Regions from separate parts of the Sus scrofa genome. Here regions 1 and 2 are each linked to region 3. The links are chromatin contacts, called in public HiChIP or PLAC-seq maps. All regions are on one chromosome and are shown on one strand. The core of a region is the stretch at or near the end of the contact, and the rest is flanking DNA. Distances in the headings are between cores, read along the strand shown.

Evidence for each region. HiChIP or PLAC-seq counts read pairs in DNA pulled down with a chosen protein or histone mark.
Region 1: a contact with region 3 is called in an H3K27ac HiChIP or PLAC-seq map of skeletal muscle. The contact joins two enhancer-like sites. A contact is called at or near these places in 3 of 47 Hi-C or Micro-C datasets (psoas muscle and skeletal muscle) and 1 of 2 datasets of contacts at active chromatin or transcription factors (skeletal muscle).
Region 2: a contact with region 3 is called in an H3K27ac HiChIP or PLAC-seq map of skeletal muscle. The contact joins two enhancer-like sites. A contact is called at or near these places in 2 of 47 Hi-C or Micro-C datasets (psoas muscle and skeletal muscle) and 1 of 2 datasets of contacts at active chromatin or transcription factors (skeletal muscle).

What each region holds. Positions count from the first base shown.
Region 1 is chr16:74,654,102-74,657,475 of Sscrofa11.1, reverse strand. The region is part of intron 2 of ADCY2 (adenylate cyclase type 2); the gene reads left to right. Among named protein-coding and RNA genes, the nearest start is that of ADCY2, 74 kb to the left of the region's middle. Within about 2 kb of position 1,440, at least 3 of the 83 cell types and tissues checked have an H3K27ac peak or open chromatin away from gene starts, as enhancers often do. A contact at or near this core is called in skeletal muscle, where this site is marked.
Region 2 is chr16:74,687,862-74,691,323 of Sscrofa11.1, reverse strand. The region is part of intron 2 of ADCY2 (adenylate cyclase type 2); the gene reads left to right. Among named protein-coding and RNA genes, the nearest start is that of ADCY2, 40 kb to the left of the region's middle. Within about 2 kb of position 2,208, at least 1 of the 83 cell types and tissues checked has an H3K27ac peak or open chromatin away from gene starts, as enhancers often do. A contact at or near this core is called in skeletal muscle, where this site is marked.
Region 3 is chr16:74,464,640-74,468,077 of Sscrofa11.1, reverse strand. The region is part of intron 4 of ADCY2 (adenylate cyclase type 2); the gene reads left to right. Among named protein-coding and RNA genes, the nearest start is that of C16H5orf49, 180 kb to the right of the region's middle. Within about 2 kb of position 1,542, at least 10 of the 83 cell types and tissues checked have an H3K27ac peak or open chromatin away from gene starts, as enhancers often do. A contact at or near this core is called in skeletal muscle, where this site is marked.

The sequences.
Region 1 (3,374 bases), core at 191-2,690, 190 kb before region 3:
ATGGAACCTGGGTTGCCACAATAAAAGCTCTGAGTCCTAATCCCTAGACCACCAGGGAACTCCTGTGTTTCTGTATTTGAGATAGAATTCCTTTGCCTAAAGCATGGTTTGCAGCCTAATCTGAGCAAAGCTGGAACTTGTCTCTGTGAAATTTACATATCTGTACATGGACTAAACCCTTCATCTTTACTGTGTTATTGATCCACTCTTGACATTCAGGGGTTTAAATAAAACACTGAAAATATTTAGTTACATCAGTTAGGTGCAGGTACTCTGGCAGGCAGCCGTTACTTTTTGTGAATGGACAAAGCCGTTGATTTAAGGGAATTTAGTTTGCTTTATTCGGTCTTTTACGCTACATGGTGCCCGAGAGACTGGCGATAACAGAAGAATTTTGTGACTGGCTGATTGACTGAATGAGTATAAAACTTTGTGAGGCGTTCTCGCTGTGGCACAGTGGGTTAAGGATCCAGTGTTGCTGCAGCTGTGGCGTAGGTCACAGGTGCAGCTGGGATTCGATCCCTGGCCTGGGAACACCACATGCTGTGGGTGCGGCCAAAAAAGACCCCCCAAATTTGTTGGTGATGTCAGTGGTGGTGGCGTGGTGCTTCTGTAACTTTCTGAGTTTGCTTTATCAGCATCGTAAGCCCAGGACCTGTTCCTCTTCCAGGGCAGGGATAACTTACTAAGTTGGTACCACTGAGCAGTGATAGTCTCTCCCCTCCAGGTGAGTAGGTCGCCTGGATGCTGGCTTCATCATCCCAACAGCCGGGCTTATTACTGATCATCGAATGATTACCAAAGATCCTGTTTCTACCAAATAGGAGGCTTTAAATAAACATATCAACTAATATTAGCCTGGCCATTAGCAAGCATCTACAGTCTGAGCAGACCGAGGAATGATGAAGGAACTAGGAATCGCTGTAAAAATATGACTGCTCTTTCCAGTAGTGTCTTACCTCTGTACTTATTTGCACTAGGTGTTTCTGCCTGTATGAGTGTGTCTGTATAATCTTAATAATCATAGAATGTATTGGAACACACGAGGTGCGCAAATATTTGTTGAATGAATGGTGTGTCTTTGCTACTCAGTGCACGTTTATCGAACTGTTGGGGAGAAAACGGAAGCACATTTGATAGAGTACAATTGTCCCGTCTTCTGATAGTCTGTGTCAGGCCAGTCTTTCGGGCAAACAAAGGCATCTCTATTCGTACAGAATGTTTAGACACAACAACACACACCGATGTTTTTTTAAAGGGAGAGTCCCTGGCCTGAAACAAATTTCACTCCAAAAGTATGTTTATTTTTCCCTGGTGACACACTAGCGTAAACGAAAGCTATGGCAGATTTTGTTTTATGTCTTGGGAGTTGCAGGAAAACACTGAGCCTTCCGTGTGACCACAGCTGCCTAGGGGACATTCAGGAACAGTCTGCCACCTACTAAGATACTTAAGAGCGTGGCTATTTTAACTGTAACTTGATATTTTCGGGTGTTATTGATGCCAGGACCAGGCTGCTTGAATCTATAATGAAAACATCTTGTGGAATTCAATATTTACCTTTTAATCTGTAGATCCAGTCTTTTACCTGCTGTATCATTTTCAGGGTTTGGATGATTAAAACTTAGCCGAGACCCTGATAAAACGTGTGATGTCTTACCGGTGGACATCCTTGGAATCCGAAGCGGTTAATGTGTCTCACCCTTGATTCATGAAGGTGTTCCCTGTATTGGCGTTTTTAGGGGGCCAAATTCAGCATGAGGCATACAGAGCAAAAGCATGACTTTTTAAAAAGGGACACATTTGTAGGAGTGGCGGGATTTATGCATCAAGCCTGATGTCTGAGAGGTGCTGCATGGGCTCGTTCTTTTCGGGTTACGTGGTGAGACCATGAGGTCACTTATTCATGCTTGAAACAGAGATGTCTCATTTGAGCTACAGTCTCACAGCTTCGTAGTCTGCTCTGCTCCATCAGTAAGACTCACCTGGTTTATTTCTCAGGTGCTGGATCACTGTAGGAAGCTAGTTTTAAATGACGTTCTAAGAGTCATGACTTTAGGTAAATGATGATGACTCTTAGCCTGTCAATATGTGTATTTTTCTCCTTTCATTCAGAAACAGTTCTGATGTTGCTGTGGCTGTGGTGTAGGCCAGCAGCTGTAGCTCTGATTCGACCCCTAACCTGGGAACTTCCATATGCTGCAGATGTGGCCCTAAAAAGGAAAAAAAAAAAAAGGAAATTTTACTAGGGAGAAAAAACGCAATCTATGCGATCTACAGAATTGCAGAGGTTTTAGGAGTAAACTCTTTAACAAACGGGCACAACCTTTATGAAGAAGGGAGTGACGCTGTTTCAGTGTAGGAATTGAAGTTCAAGTAGCTGAAGCACTGAGGTGTCCTGCTGGGGAGGACTCCAGCCCTGCCCCCTTCCTTTAGCTTCTTGGCGAGTGAGTGCTCCCTGATGGCTCTTCCAAGCCTCTCTCTCCTTCCCACCCTCACTCTTGGAGGATAACCTTGCATCCTCGCCCATTTCACGGGGGAGTTTTGAGCAGTGCAAGGAGCTCCCACCACCATCTCCACATCCCGACATGTCTAGCCCGGGCCCATCATGGCCTTGGGCTGCCTGTGGTCCCCTTATCTGAGACCACCTCCTTCCTCTTGGGCGGGTTTCAGAAACTCCCTCTCCACTGGCCCTTCCCCTTCAGCCCACTAGCCTGCCATTCTTACATCTCAACACCAATGCCTTGACTGCATTCTCCATGAACTACTGTTCCATTCTTGTCTTTCCATTTGTAACAAAACGCCCTGAAGGAGTTGTGGTTGCCAAGGGGGAGGGCGAGGGACTGGGGTGGACTGAGAATCTGGGCTTAAGAGATGCACACTATAACCTTTGGACTGGATACGCAATGAGATCCTGCTGCATAGCCCTGGGAACTATATCTAGTCACTTCTGATGGAGCCTGATGGAGGGTAATGTGAGAAAAAGAATGTATATATGTATGTGTGCCCGGGTCACATTGCTGTACAGAAGAAAATTGGCAGAACACTGTAAACCAGCTATAATGGAAAAAATAAAAGTCATTAAAAATTTTTTTTTAAATGGGTTAAAAAAAAAACCAAAAGCGGTGTCTGTGCTGCCTGGACCCCACACCAGTCCAGAGTGGATGAGGTTGGTTGCAAAGGAAGAGCAGCCAGAAGAGAGCAGAGGTCACAGCCAACCCGTTTGGAGGACGCACTCTGGTGAAGGCCCCTTGTCAAGGTCCCCAGTGGTTCCCAGGTCACTAAGTCCAGTGTTCAGTTCTCAGCCTGCCTTTCACCCCTTCTCCATACTGCACTTCCTCCTCCCGCTGAAACTTGGGGGAGTGCCTATGTAT
Region 2 (3,462 bases), core at 959-3,458, 220 kb before region 3:
GTGAGAGAGAGAGAGATAAAGATACCCTGTGTGAAAAAGTAAGATTGAAAGCTAATATGCCGTAACGTTCAGTGTATGAGGCATGCTCATGGGAGGCTGTCATCTTATGTGTTGTACTTTTAAGAATTCTGTTGTGTTATTTTTGTTGTTGTTTTTGTGTGTGTGTGTGTGTGTGTGTGTGTTTTGGCTGCACCCATGGCATGTGGAAGTTTCCGGGCCAGGGATCAAACTCATGCTGCAGTTGTGACCTGCACCACAGCTGCAGCCATGCTCGATCCTTAACCTGCTGCTGTGCAAAGGAATGTCCTGGTTTTAATAGTGTTTTACATTTTAGAGTAAAATTTTGAAAAAAAAAAAAAGAACATCAGTTATGCCTTTGACCTGGATTTGCTGCTCTGGACTGTGGGTCCCAGCCCAGCTTTTAGAGTCCGACCCACTTGTGGGTCTCCCAGTGGCTCTGAGCGGGTTGGCTGTCTCTCCTGCTGCTTCCTGTCCTGCAGTCTCTGTGGCGTGATTGTTCAGATCATGGAAAAACAACCCTTCTTTTTAACCTGAATGTGTGCGATTGCTAGTTCTAATAAAACGTGTTCTATTTTTCAAACTTTCGAAATACTGTTTCTTGAGCACTCTGCACATGCCAGGGAATCTAATACTGAGCGATGGTAAGAGCTGTCACCGCATCCATATTTAACAGGGAATGAAGATGCATTCAAAAGGTTCAAAGAATGTGATGACTTAAGAGAAATAGCTAGAGGGTGATATCATTACATTTTCTTGGAATAAATACTTGGGGTATTAATTAATGGCCTCAGCCTTAAATTCTGTAAAGTGATTGTTATTAATATTTGAATATTAACTGTTTTCTTTGGTTCCCAACTATTCAAAAAAAAAAAAAACCCAAAAACCTCAAACTGTTGACAAAATATTTGGGAATGAAGGATTAAAATGAAGGCAGCTTGGTCTTCGAACTTTACATATGCATGTTGTTGAGTTCGATATGGTTGTATTTTCGACAGTTTTTTTTTCTTCATTGCTTTTGAGGGCCCCCCTGCAGCATATGGAGGTTCCCAGGCTAGGGGTCAAATAAGAGGTGCATCTGTGGGCCTACACCCCAGCCACAGCAATATAGGATCTGAGCCCCATCTGTGACCTACACCACAGCTCAGGGCAGTGCAGGATCCTTGACCCACTGAGCGAGGCTGGGGATCAAACCCACATCCTCATGAATACTAGTCAGGTTCTTAACCCACTGAGCCACAGTGGGAACTCCAATTGACAATTTTTTTTTAAATTGACCTATAATGATCGTGCTTGTAACATTAGCATGGAAGAATTGAATGAAATATCTGTAGATTGATTCAAGCCCTGCCGTTCTCTTCCATCAGTGACCTTCCGCCTGCCTTCTTTTAAGGTACGTGCTTTCCTTCAGACCACAGTCAGTGTGCTGAATGCAGAAACTTGGTCAACATCTAATGCTTTGCATTCCAGATTCTCTTCATGCTCCATGTCTTCGAAGAAGATGAAACTCAGCATCTAGATACATATCTTTGTCCCTATTAGAGATGCGAAGACACCAGGGCTCAGTAGGGTACTTTTGGATGCCTTGCACTCTTAAGTTGTGCACATGAACTCCAGTGGTTGCCTTAGACACTGAAAGCTTTATAGTTTGGAGGGCATCTCTCTGCGGGCTTCTGGTGCAGCCCCTAAGCTTTCATCTGGTTATTTGTGAGCTTCACAGTAGGGAGAGCACAGAAATTCTAGATCTCACCGGGTGGGGCTTGGGGGGGGGTCCCTCAAAGTCGAGGCCCACGTATTGTGATTTTAAACAGCCGCTTGTCTCAGCCAAGATCACGAGGGTGTCTGCCCTGTTCGAGGGCGGCCTGGGTCCAGGATCTCTTTCATAGCCCTCGGGATGATCTGAGTGTGGAGGATTCAGCCAGTTTCACCCAGAATACCAATTTATGGTTTTATTGCTGTTTAGAGAGTACTCTTCTCTGCCAACCAAGATACCTTCTTTCTGGTGCTAGGTTTCCTGGGAGACCATTCAGTTGGGTGTGTGTTGAAGATCAGATCAGAACAAAGCAGGTTATGGGCGCTCCTTGGGTATTTTATTCAGGCTGCAGCAGAGTCTGAGGAATAGCTCAGTCGCACAATGAGGTCATTGCTGTTGGCAGGTTGTGTTGGGCAAAAGTCTTGGCCTCTGTTGCTTGGAGATCCTCAGGACCAGTTTCAGTGTCCTGCTGATACTCTCAAGTGAACCGATGTAAGGTCCCCTATGGAAGTGAGGTCCAGGGAAGAGGACGGCTCTTTGGAATCCGAGCATTATTTCCTCCCACTGGAGGAAGACCCAGGCTTGGTTTCGGCTGACGTCATCTCCTCTGGATGCCCCTTCGCTCTCTGTCTAACCCACGCCCGATGCGGGAACCCGCCCTTTTGCCATCTGACATCATGGAATCTCCAGCAGAACCTGGAGACTGGGCCCAGTAGGGCTGGTTCAGGACAGAAGAAAGGCCATTTCTAACCTCTGGAAACACTACCATTGCATCTAAGCCATTGCTTAACTAAATAAATACACTTTCCTGTAAGGGGTTAGAAGATTTCTAACCGATTCCAATTGGGGGAAAAAAAAAGGAGTCCTGGGAGTAACAGGGGCTGTGTTGACAGCGAAGGTCTGTCTCCGTTTGGGTTTAGACCAGCGCACATGCGTGATCAGCAATGGGTCCCATGGTGGCCACATGTGGCTCTGGTGTCACTCATAATCCTGAGATGCTTCTGCCCAATGAGACCGAACCACAGAGACTCCAGCACTTATAAATAATCTCCTCTGGTCGGCAGGTAGTTTCCCCCCCAGCGGTGATGAAGTGACTTAGTAATGATGAATTTCTGTAGGTAAAGGCTCATGTGAAAACTTTGGAAGCCCTTGGAAGTCTTAACGTTCTTCCCTTGGCCTTGAGCAGAGTCAGCATGGACTAGAAACACAGATAATCTGTTAGTTGCCGCTTCCAGATTTGCGAATTGCCTACAAGCTAAGATGTGTTTGTAACCCCAGATGGGGAGTTGAGGTCATTCATGGACATGCGCAGAGCGGTGGAAATCTGAGCTCCCCCTTGTGCTGTGTTTAGCTGAGCTGGAGCAGGCATTCCTCTGCCGCCTGGCTTCAGCTCCCACTGTATGCAAGTGTCCTCGGGATTTATTCAGTGCCACATTATTTTATCTTTTGCTGCTTTGTGTTGATGAGTTCACTGCTTAAAAACCCTTCAAGCATCTTGTTGACGTGCTGTTTGGTGTTCCTAATTACAGGAAGGCAGCGATGTGCCTTCAGGAGAAAATATATGTTAGAGAAGCTTCATTCAGGCACGAGCTGGAGATGTTGGCTGTGAGAGCAACGTCAGTGAATCAGCAGTAGCTAGGAACTAAGGTCCCTTGAACAGAAATACAGCAAAACAAAGTTATGTATTGATT
Region 3 (3,438 bases), core at 293-2,792:
CCAGCGCTTCCCGGAGGACAAGGATGGTGAGAGGGTTCTATTGACCCAATTATTTCATCACCTTCTTAAGCAAAGCTGCATTTTAAGCACAGGCAACGTGTGTGACAGGCGGTGAAATGGGATGCTGCCTAGAGCACGGGTTCTCAGGCTCCACGCTGTTGACGTGTGGAGCCGGACCCTTCTCTGCTGTGGGGCCACCTGTGCACTGTAGGATCTTGAGCCACACCCCTGCCCTCTACCCACTATGTGCCAGTAGCATCCTCCAGATGTGACAGCCAACAGTGTCCCCAGGCACTGCCAGGTGCTCCCTAGGGAGGTACGGAATTGTCCGCAGGTGCAGACACTGGGGTAGACTGAGACCCCTTCTGCTCTTGCCTTCTTCCTCCCCGTAGGGTTTTATTTACTTATTTATTTGGGATCTTGCAGGACCACCCTTTAAAGTAGCTATTGAGCCACCCCGTTTCTACTATGCAAGGATCTCCATCCTCCCTCAGCTGGGAAACTGATAATGCCTTTAATTTGCTTCTCTCTGAGGGTTTACAGGCATTAGGAAGAATTTTCTGGGTTTTGTCTGCTCAGTGAGACCGCTTAGACAGGTGGCCAGGGGTTAAGAGCTAAGCACACGCCACATCACACTCAGCCCTGGTACCTTCTCTTTCTCTTCTTGGTCATTGGTTCCAGAAGTTTAAGATACTGGGCCATGCCCTTTTTGGTGTTGTTGCTGTTATTGGTGAATTTTCCTTGTTGCTTTTTATAATGTTGGCCTATTGCGTTCCGTACCATGGGAGGGAGGTTGTGCCCTATAGTTTTCACATGGCAACTGAATGTGGCCACCTAGTTTATGAATCTACTTATAGTCATCAACAAACAGAGTCACAATTACTGATCATTTAATTAGTATAAAAATCTGGAATTGCAAAGGACAAGCAAATAAAATGCATTCTCTCTGCACAGTTTACACCATAACGGAGGAGCCAATGTAAGTGAAAAGAGAGAATAACTGAGTGGTAAGTGGGCATTGTTGACAATGAAGTGAATCTTCATTCAGAGAACACATCCACGCATGTGGGCTGGAACGAGTCTAAGCAGGTTTCTGAGCATCAAGGCTAACAGACCTCCTGCGTAGCACGCATGATCTCAGCCCTCTCTGAGCATTAATCCCGTTAACCCCACAGCAGCCTCCGTGTAGCTGACTCTTCTCATCCCCTTTAAGATGAGGGGCAATGGGGTCCTTACTGTACACCACAGGCCACTGTGTCCAGCCTCTTGGGTAGAACATGATGGAATGAAAAAAAGAGTGTGTGTGTGTGGGTGTGTGTGTGTGTGTGTGGGTGTGACTGGGTCACTGTGCTATACGGCAGAAATTGACTATTAAATCAACTATACTCTAAAAAACAAGTTAAAAATAAAAGATTAGGGGCAAGAGCTAATCTTAAAGGAGAAAGAAGAAAGAAACAAAACACCAAGTACAGCAGGACAGAGCTTACAGGGAGAAATGAGCAGACGTCACTCTGGAATGTTATGAACGATACGGTAAAAAGACCAGTAGGCACGCCCGGATCAGATGATAAGCGCGGTGGAAATGTTTAGGCCAGTTTTTGTAACCGGAGTGGATGGGATCGGTGAGCTCACCAGGTCAGTGATGTCATCACTACCGCTGTTGATCGTGTGTTGCTGTTGGAAGCAGAGAATAGCTGGCGGCTGCCCGCTTGCACTGATAGAAGCATACAGCTGTGGTAGAACACTTGCAAATGCAAGTGTCTGTTGTCATGATTTTTTAAAAAATAATTATTTGGAAAGGGAAGAGATAATTCTGTTTCACTTTGTAAATGTTTTGGCACTTTAAAGTGTGATTTTTTTTTTTATTCTGTAAGCTTGCAGTATTGGGCTACAAATGACTGAGGGTCACACATTTTATTGTATGTGAGTTTCATGATTTTGAATCCAAGTTGAATAAGAGTCTGAGGTCCATCAAGTGAATTGGATGCTTTGGATGCCTCTGCGCTATCATAATTGCATATTTTACATGCAAAGAACATCTTGCTTTGGGTAGTGTGGTCTGGTATGCTTTTATCAGCTACCAGAAAAGAAGTTGAGTAAAAATCACTCAACAGAACAGAACATTCCCAGATATTTCAATGGATCACTTAAGAAAAAATTATGAACCACATCCAAATGCCATTTCATTACTTTTTCCTTTTCCTTTCAAGACTGTTTATTTAAGAAATCTCTTTAATCCTATTCAATTTTTAAAATTTTTATTTCATGACAAAAAACCAACATGAGTTTTTTAAAACCCTCTTTTACTGAGCTAATTCATATGAATTTATGTCTAAAACAATCTTAAAATAAATTGAAAGTGACTCATTGCATTTCTAGACAGCTGCTTAATTTCCATTGTCTATCTTGTTTGCTTAAAGGCATTTCTAAGAATTATTTCCCGAGTGTTCATTTGAGGTGGAAGCCAAAATGGGAACACTGTAGGCAGAATTAAGTAGCCTTTTCCTCAATTCTCACCCAGAGCTGGTCTGCCTTCTTATCCTCTGGAGTGTCTGCCCAGCCTGGAGCAAGTGTTCGGAATAAGACTGAGACGAGAGATAGTTGTGGGCAAGGCTGGACCCAAGGTGAATTCACAGAAAGTCAACTTGGGTCCAGCGTAGGTGAGACCCGACTTGACCTGGGTCCCGGAGTCCTCACAGAGAGGCCCAGGGCCTCCAGAGCCCCTAGAAATGATTTAACCCTTGAGTCCACCAGGCCTGGGACCATGGATTTTGGAAGCCTCTGGCTCCCAGTCTGTGTCTGATAGAACACACCACGACTTTTCCCCATCCCTTGAATTGGGACAGGCATGTTTTTTGCTTTGACCAACAGAATATAGGAAACTGATGCTCTATGAATTCTGTGCTAAGGCCTTAGGGGGCCCCGAGATCCCCTCTTGATTTCTGGAACTGCTGACCTGATATCACCGTCAGGAAACCAGTCCAGCCTAACGGAGGATGAGTGGCCACAGGGAGAACCAAGACCCAGAGGCCGGCCAGCAGCAACTGCCAAACCAACGAAAGGCCCACGTTGGACCTTCCATCCGAGCCAGCCTTCCAGCCAAACACAGTCACGTGACCGGCCTGCAGCAAAACCAGCAAAGGAACCTTCGGCTGATCCACAGCCTCATGGAATGGGATCAGGGTAGGGGAGAAAGACATCACTGATCCAAACCACCAGTCTTGGGATGATTTGTTTTGCAGCAGAAGATAACTGAACTGCATCCCTAATCCAAAGCAGGCGTCAACTCCAGTCAGCGTGGACCCAGGAGCCCAGGGAAACAGCATGCTCTTGGATTCTTTCCTTAGACATCGCTGCCTAGGACTCAGTATCGGGGCAGACGCCAGCCTTTCGCATGTCGGTGTAGTGCTCCTGAAAATGCATTTGCTGGTTGACACG